Linked DNA regions of Ovis aries: region 2 is linked to region 1. A link is a contact called in public Hi-C data. All regions are on one chromosome and are shown on one strand. Each heading gives the region's core, a stretch centred on a gene start, on an enhancer-like site or on the middle of the called end of the contact. The rest is flanking DNA. Distances are from core to core; before and after follow the strand shown.

Evidence for each region. A called contact is a pair of places that touch in the nucleus more often than the background predicts.
Region 2: a Hi-C map of hypothalamus shows a contact between it and region 1, with 5 times the contacts expected there. The contact joins two enhancer-like sites. A contact is called at or near these places in 2 of 16 Hi-C or Micro-C datasets (hypothalamus and tail adipose tissue).

What each region holds. Positions count from the first base shown.
Region 1 is chr15:40,660,213-40,663,618 of ARS-UI_Ramb_v3.0, forward strand. No RefSeq gene overlaps it. Among named protein-coding and RNA genes, the nearest start is that of USP47, 57 kb to the left of the region's middle. Within about 2 kb of position 1,764, at least 4 of the 54 cell types and tissues checked have an H3K27ac peak or open chromatin away from gene starts, as enhancers often do. A contact at or near this core is called in hypothalamus, where this site is marked.
Region 2 is chr15:41,468,420-41,471,825 of ARS-UI_Ramb_v3.0, forward strand. No RefSeq gene overlaps it. Among named protein-coding and RNA genes, the nearest start is that of ZBED5, 76 kb to the right of the region's middle. Within about 2 kb of position 1,707, at least 43 of the 54 cell types and tissues checked have an H3K27ac peak or open chromatin away from gene starts, as enhancers often do. A contact at or near this core is called in hypothalamus, where this site is marked.

The DNA of each region.
Region 1 (3,406 bases), core at 514-3,013:
CTAGCCAGAAATGTAGATAATATAAATCCAATTTCTCTAAGAGAAACAATGAAAAGCTTCCCCTAATGAGAATATGAATATATGACATTATATAAATATGGAGAAATATATGGACAGATTCATGCTGGGTTATTGACATGAATTTTCTGTGATACTGGGTAGAGGGGGCAGTTAATTAGCCAAATATTGCATCAAGAATTTTATATGGAATATATTTACTTTTCCCAGTTAAATTTTAATTTTTCTGAAATTATTTGTATGAAGGTAAATTGTTTTCCATCAAGATTTTTTGACAGACTCAACTAATTACTTTTTTTTTCTACTGAGTTTGACTGGTTATAACTTGTTACTGTGAGTTTTCTTTTTGGTCATTGCTTTTTGTTTGGTTGGTGTGTGTGTGTTTGGGGGCCACATAGCATGTCTATGGGATTAGTTCCCCTACCAGGGATGGAAACTGATTCCTGAGTCCTAAACACTAGACTACCAGGGAATTTCCAAGGCCATTACTTTTCACAAGTACAATACCCATGGGTCAAATGATCAGATTAAAATTTTGTGAAGAAGATTCTACTTTTTCGCATAAAATTTTGAGTTCATATTTTATTGTTTTTAATAATACCTAGAAGAAGTGATTCTTTTTCTGTGGGTAGAGGGGTTATGGACTCAGCATGTGGGATCTCCCCTGACCAGGGACTGAACCTTGGGCCCCTGTGTTGGGAGTACAGAATCTTAATCCCTGGACCACCAGGATGTGATTCTTTTAGTCATTTAAAAATCAATAATATATTTTCTTATTTGAAGTTTTTGCCATTGCAGTGTTTGTTTCGGATAGGTAATTTCTGCAAGTAAGATTTATTATGAATTGGATGTTAGTGATTTAATATTTCATCAGATCTGAATACACAATGGGATGAAAATATTTTTGAGGTCAAAAGTTAGGGTCAAAATGCTCTTCTCTGTGCCTGATGTAAACTAAATACTTGGTAATTACTAATCATTATGATTACTTGAAAGTGTAAATCAGTCCTACTCTATTTATAGAGCCACTCTATTCTCCACAAGACTTTGTGGTGGAGGTAAGGGAAACAACAGTTTGTGTAGAGCTGGGACCAGGGGTCAACAAGGTAATCTTACCAAGTGAGACGGGTCAAGCCTAAAATCCAGTGGGGATGGGTAGTGCCAAACTGGTCAAGGCCTGCTCAGGCTAAAGGGGCATTTGCTACTCAGCTCTAGCTAACTGTGGGTCGTGTATTGCCACAACCTTAGATTTTTAACAGTCTGAAAATGCACATTTTCAGGTGAAATGCGATATTTAAGCACTGGTAGATAATCTGATTTTTACAGAACCCAGTGTGGCTCACATTATGCAGTTTCAGCAGAACATGCGTGTTGTGTACCACTTCTTAAAAAAAAATAATCATGTATGTATTTGGATGTTGTGTACCACTTAAAAAAAAAAACACAACTAGTGATGTATTTATTTGGCTGCAATGGGTCTTCGTTGCGTCGTGTGGAATCCTTTGTGCCTGTGCACCGGCTCTCTAGTTGGGGCCTGTGGGCTTGATAGTTGTGGCTCTGTTGAAAAAGTCCTTCCTGCTAAGGAAGCTCAGCTGTAATGTCAGGACCAGACAAGGCCAGTGTGTCCTTGGTCCAGGTCTGAAGGATGGGAATGAAGTGAAGTATGCTGGCAAGGAATATGTCTAGTCACATCCCATTATTTCAGGGCAACCCTTGAAATAACATGGGATGTCGGCTGTTTGGCAGCAGGTGGCAGCATTAGAACAGAGATTGGCCATGTGAGAGCCCATGAGCGTCTCAGTTCCTTCCTATTTGTATTTGACGAAAGGAAGAAATAGATTACCCCAGATCAGTTTTAGAGGAAACAACGTTATTTGCCATATGTTTTCAATAATAAAAAAAAAGATTTAAGCTCCTACTAAGTGCCAGTTCCCGTGCTGTACATTTTCTCAACAGTCATCTTGTTTAAACCTCACAAGCTGTCCTGCAGGCAACTGTTAATATTTCTCGCATCTTAAAGATGGAGAAATTGAGTTTTAGAAAGTTAAAGATCTGAAAGTTGTACTGTTTCTAAGAGGTGAAGTTGGGTCTGGAACTACTAGAACTTTGACTCTTTTCATGGAATCACACCTGTCTCTACCAGCCTTATAGTCATGTTGCTGTCTCAAATCTGTTGATATTTTGTCTGATTGATATTCTTAAGAAACTCAGGCTGTATTCTGGGACAGAGAAAGCCAGCATGGCAGAGGACATCTGCCCCAGAACCTGGCCAGGTGGTTGTGCCCCAGAGCTGTTGATTGAGAGACGATGGATGCTATTATGGAAAAACACCAGATTTACAGTCTGGAGGATGGATATAGAAATTTAATGTGTTTCTTCATTTTTTTATGTAACAATTCTGCGACAAGAACAGATTACCTCTTCCCTTTCTTATTATCTAAAGCATCAACATAGAAAATAAACTATCTAAGAAACTGAATATTTCTTGTGACAAATACGAGGGGCTGGCTATCACTCCATTTAATTTGGTAATTAAAGCTGGAGTGTGTTTGCAATACAGACCTACCCCTGGCTATTTTGTACAGTATCAGATTGTTTGATTAAAATAGATTCATCTCCTGATTTTGTATAAATGGCTTAAATCTGTTAAACAATTTGCTAAATAATTTAGATCATCTAACAAAGTTCAGAATTTTTTATGGCTAAGGCAGTGCTGGGTAGAGAACAGATTCTATACTGTCCCTTTCTTCCTGTATGACCCTGTGCAAGTAACTCATCCTTCACTGATAAAGCAGGGGATGGATTGAATGGCATCACAGGCTTCTTCCTGCTCTGCTAGTCTATGACTTTCTGAAGTCCCCATGGATTTGTGTGGGAACAGAACTAAGTCCGCTTTCTTGAAAAGGAGTTCCAGAAGTAGGAACAGGATTAGATAAGCCCTTCCACCTTCAGAGGAATGATCCCAAGTCACTGGCTAGTTAGGAACCAATGCAAAGGAATAGTATTATATGGTATTTATTAAAGAGCACAAGCTTGAAATCAGACAATCCTGATCCAAATCCTCATCTACTGGTGACTAGCTGGGTGTTTAATCTTGGATAAAATCTGAATCTTGATTTTCTTAGCAAATAGCTGAAGATTTCCTATGAATTTTTACAAACAACTTTTATTGGAGTATAGTAGATTTACAATGTGTTACTTTCTGCTGTACAGCAAAGTAAATCAGTTATACATATACATATATCCATTCTTTTTTAGATTCTTTACCCATGTAGGTCATTACAGAATGTTGAGTAAAGTGCCCTGTGCTATACAGTAGGTCCTTATTAGTTATCTGTTTTATATATATTAGTGTGTATATATCAATCCCAATCTCCCAATTTATCCC
Region 2 (3,406 bases), core at 457-2,956, 810 kb after region 1:
TATAACACAGGGCTGTTCAAGGTGCAGTGGAAACAGAATTGAGCCATTAATTCTGCCCTGAGCAGTCAGGGAAGGCTTCACTAAGAAGACCTCTTTTTTTTTTTTTTTTAATTGGAGGCTAATTACTTTATAATATTGTAGTGGTTTTTGCCATACATTAACATGAATCAGCCATGGGTGTACATGTGTTCCCCATCCTGAACCCCTCTTCCACCTCCCTCCCCATGCCATCCCTCAGGGTCATCCCAGTGCACCAGCCCTGAGCACCCTGTCTCATGAATCGAACCTGGACTGGTGATTCGTTTCACATATGGTAATATACATGTTTCAATGCTATTCTCCCAAATCATCCCACCCTTGCCTTCTCCCACAGAAGACCTCTTTTAAAGGAGGATCAGATTACAGGTGAGACTCCAGCGGGGCTGGATCCACTAGAAAGCTGTTTATTGTAATCACACAATTACCCCTGAACTAGGCCAGGGCCTTGGGCTAGTGTGGAGGGAAGGGGAGTAGCAGAACTGGCCGGAGGTGCGGGGAGGTTGGGAGCAAGCTAAAACATAGATTTCCAAGCCCTGCCCAGAGGCTTAAAGAGGGGCCCAAGGCCCTGAATATTCAGCGAGCCCCTCCCCCAGGATAATGCTACTGCAGGTGACTCCCACTCCCACCACTCTCATTAGCCCCACAGCCATCGGGTCACATCCTAGTCACCCTTCCTTCTTATGGATTCTGTGGCTTCTGCCTGGGAGGTTCCTCCGCTTCTGCTCCCCCTTGACTGTCTTCTCTTTCAAGACCCAACAGCTCAAAAACACTGATAAGGGGACTTCCCTATGGTCCAGTGATTAAGAATCTGCCTACCAATGCAGGCGACACAATTTTGATCCCTAGTCCAGGAAGATTTCACATGCCGTGGGGCAACTAAGCCAGTGAGCCACAACTACTGAAGCCTGTGTGCCTAGAACCCAAGCTCCGTAACAAAGGAAATCACTGCAATCAGAAGCCTTCACACTGCAACCAGAGAATAGCCCCCCATGCACTATAACTAGAGAAAGCCCAAGGGCAGCAATGAAGACGCAGCACAGCCAAAAATGAAATAAATAAATAAATTTTAAAACATATACATACTGATAGGTAAACCCTTTCAGATTTCAGGATATAATCTTGTGCCAGGCACCAAGTTAGTTCTTTACATAAATGATTTCATTCAATCCTCAAAACAGCCCTATAGAATAGGTCTCCTAATAAACCCCATTTTCCAGATGAGGAAACTGAGGCACAGAGCAGTTAAGTAACTGGACCCTGGTTGCACCTCTGGGACCTGTGCTTCATCTGTATCCCCCACTAGACTGCTCACAGATGTGGCTGAGGCTGTGTCTCTGAAGCCCTAGAGCCTGGGGCAGCGCCCAGCACAGTTGCTCAGTAAATGTTTGTCGAGCAAGTAAAAGAATAAACAAACACCACCTCCTTCCATCTGTGACCCTCAGCCAGCACCCAGGCAATGAATCTGCCCGCTCCCACTGCCACCTCCAGGAAGTACCAGCAGTCAGGGCATAACCCACCCTGTTGTTGACCAAGTGACCCGCAGACCAAGGAACATGACTTCCTGGACTGTTGAGCCTTTTTATTTGGCGATATCAGAGAGGGAGTGCTCTCTGTCACAACTGCAGACAGGCCTCCTCAAAGTCTCCTCCTCCTCCTCTAGGCTGCCTGCCAAGCCTCTGCCTCACAGCTGCCTGCCTCCCCTCCAGCTCTGGCTCAGTCTCTTCACCCCACCTGCCTTTCTGCTCCCCTCCCAGCATTCTTCCCCCTCCCTTCCCCCTTTATCCTCCTCCCGCTTCTCTCTAGGTTTCCCTGCCTCTTTCCTTCTCTCCCTTCCCCACCTCACTCCCTCTCTGCAGCCAGCTCTCCTTCTCTTTCTGTTGATTTGTGTGTGGTGTGCATGTGTGTGTGTGTACGTGTGTGTGGGTGTGTGCGTGCATGCGTGTGTGTGCGTGTGTGTCTGCTGCTCTCTCTCTGCTTCCCTTTCTGTCTTTCTGTTTCTCTCCTCTGTCTCTGTCTCTCTGCCTTTCTCTCTCTCCTCTGTTCTCCCCACTTCCCTTCTTCTTCTCCCCTGCCTTCACTGCCGCCCTCCCTCCTGGAACCCAGCATCACTTCCTCCCTGGCCTCTCCCCAACTCCCGGAAGGAGGTCAGTTGGCTGCCCTGGTTCCCTCCTCTCTGCGTCAGAGCCTCAAGGCCTGGGGGCCTCTGGGCCCTTGCCACCAGCCTCCCCGCTTGTATCCCTTAGGCTTCTTTCTCCTCTGAGTCTTCATTAAAGGCTTCTCCCCTCAAATCCCGCCCCACCTCCCTCCTGAGGGCTGCCTCCCCAGGCTGCTGGGGACTGTTCTCCCAGAGCTGCCCTGCAGCTCTCTCTCCCCAGCTCCCTGCAGTGGTGGGGGGATCTTATTCCTCGGGCTGGGCCTCAGGTCCTGCCAATGTAGGCCCGGAGGCCTCCCCTGGCCCCCTCTGCTTCCTTCAGACAAACTGCAGAAATCCTGGAGCAGAGCCAAAGGGGCCGGTCCCTGCTCGGAGGCCACCCAAGTGAGAAGCCAAGGGGCCTCCCTATGGAGCGCAGCCACCCTGCCAGCCCTGCAGAAAAGCCGTCAACTCCAGCACTTTGAGCCACAGCCTTAGGCCCTCCTTGGGCCAATAGGGCCTAACTGGCTCCACAGGGGCTGAGCCATCCGAGAAGGCCGGGCACTGCAGGGAGTTCAGGTCTGTTCTGCCCTCACCAGATGCCTGCAGAAGCCTTTGTTTCCAGGGCAGAAGCTGTCAGAAGACTCCAAACAGGCTTATGGGTGATAGTGGGGCCCACTGGGGGCTTAGCCAGTAAGCATAAAGCTAGGGCTGCAGGGGAAAAGGAGAGCTCAAGGAGCCCCTACCCCAGATCTCCAGGCAGCTCACTCCATTCCCTTCTTCAGTAAACATTTAACTGAGAGCCCAGTGGGTGCCAGAGATAAGCAGAACGGTTGTCCCTGCCCTATATGGGCTGGTGAGAGAGAAAAACAACTAAGCGGCAAATACAATGTGATAAATGATAAATTATCCATAAAAATGGATAATTATGAAAGGAAACATTGAGCATGTTATAAGAAATGAGCAAATGCTGTAAATTGGCAAAAGCATTTTGTTATCTTATTTCAATCCTCATTTGCAGATGAGGAAACTGAGGCTCAGCTATATAACTTAACTGCACAACTAACAAATAGCAAAGCTAGGATTCCTAAACTGCCTAACTGACCTCAAATTACTGCTCCCTACTGATATAAAACGCTATGGACAAACAGAGGGGTGAGGGGGGTTGGGGTATAAGTGGACAGAGTGGGTGAGAAGGCTTCACAGAGAAGGTGAAGCCTGCTGGGTTTTTGAAAG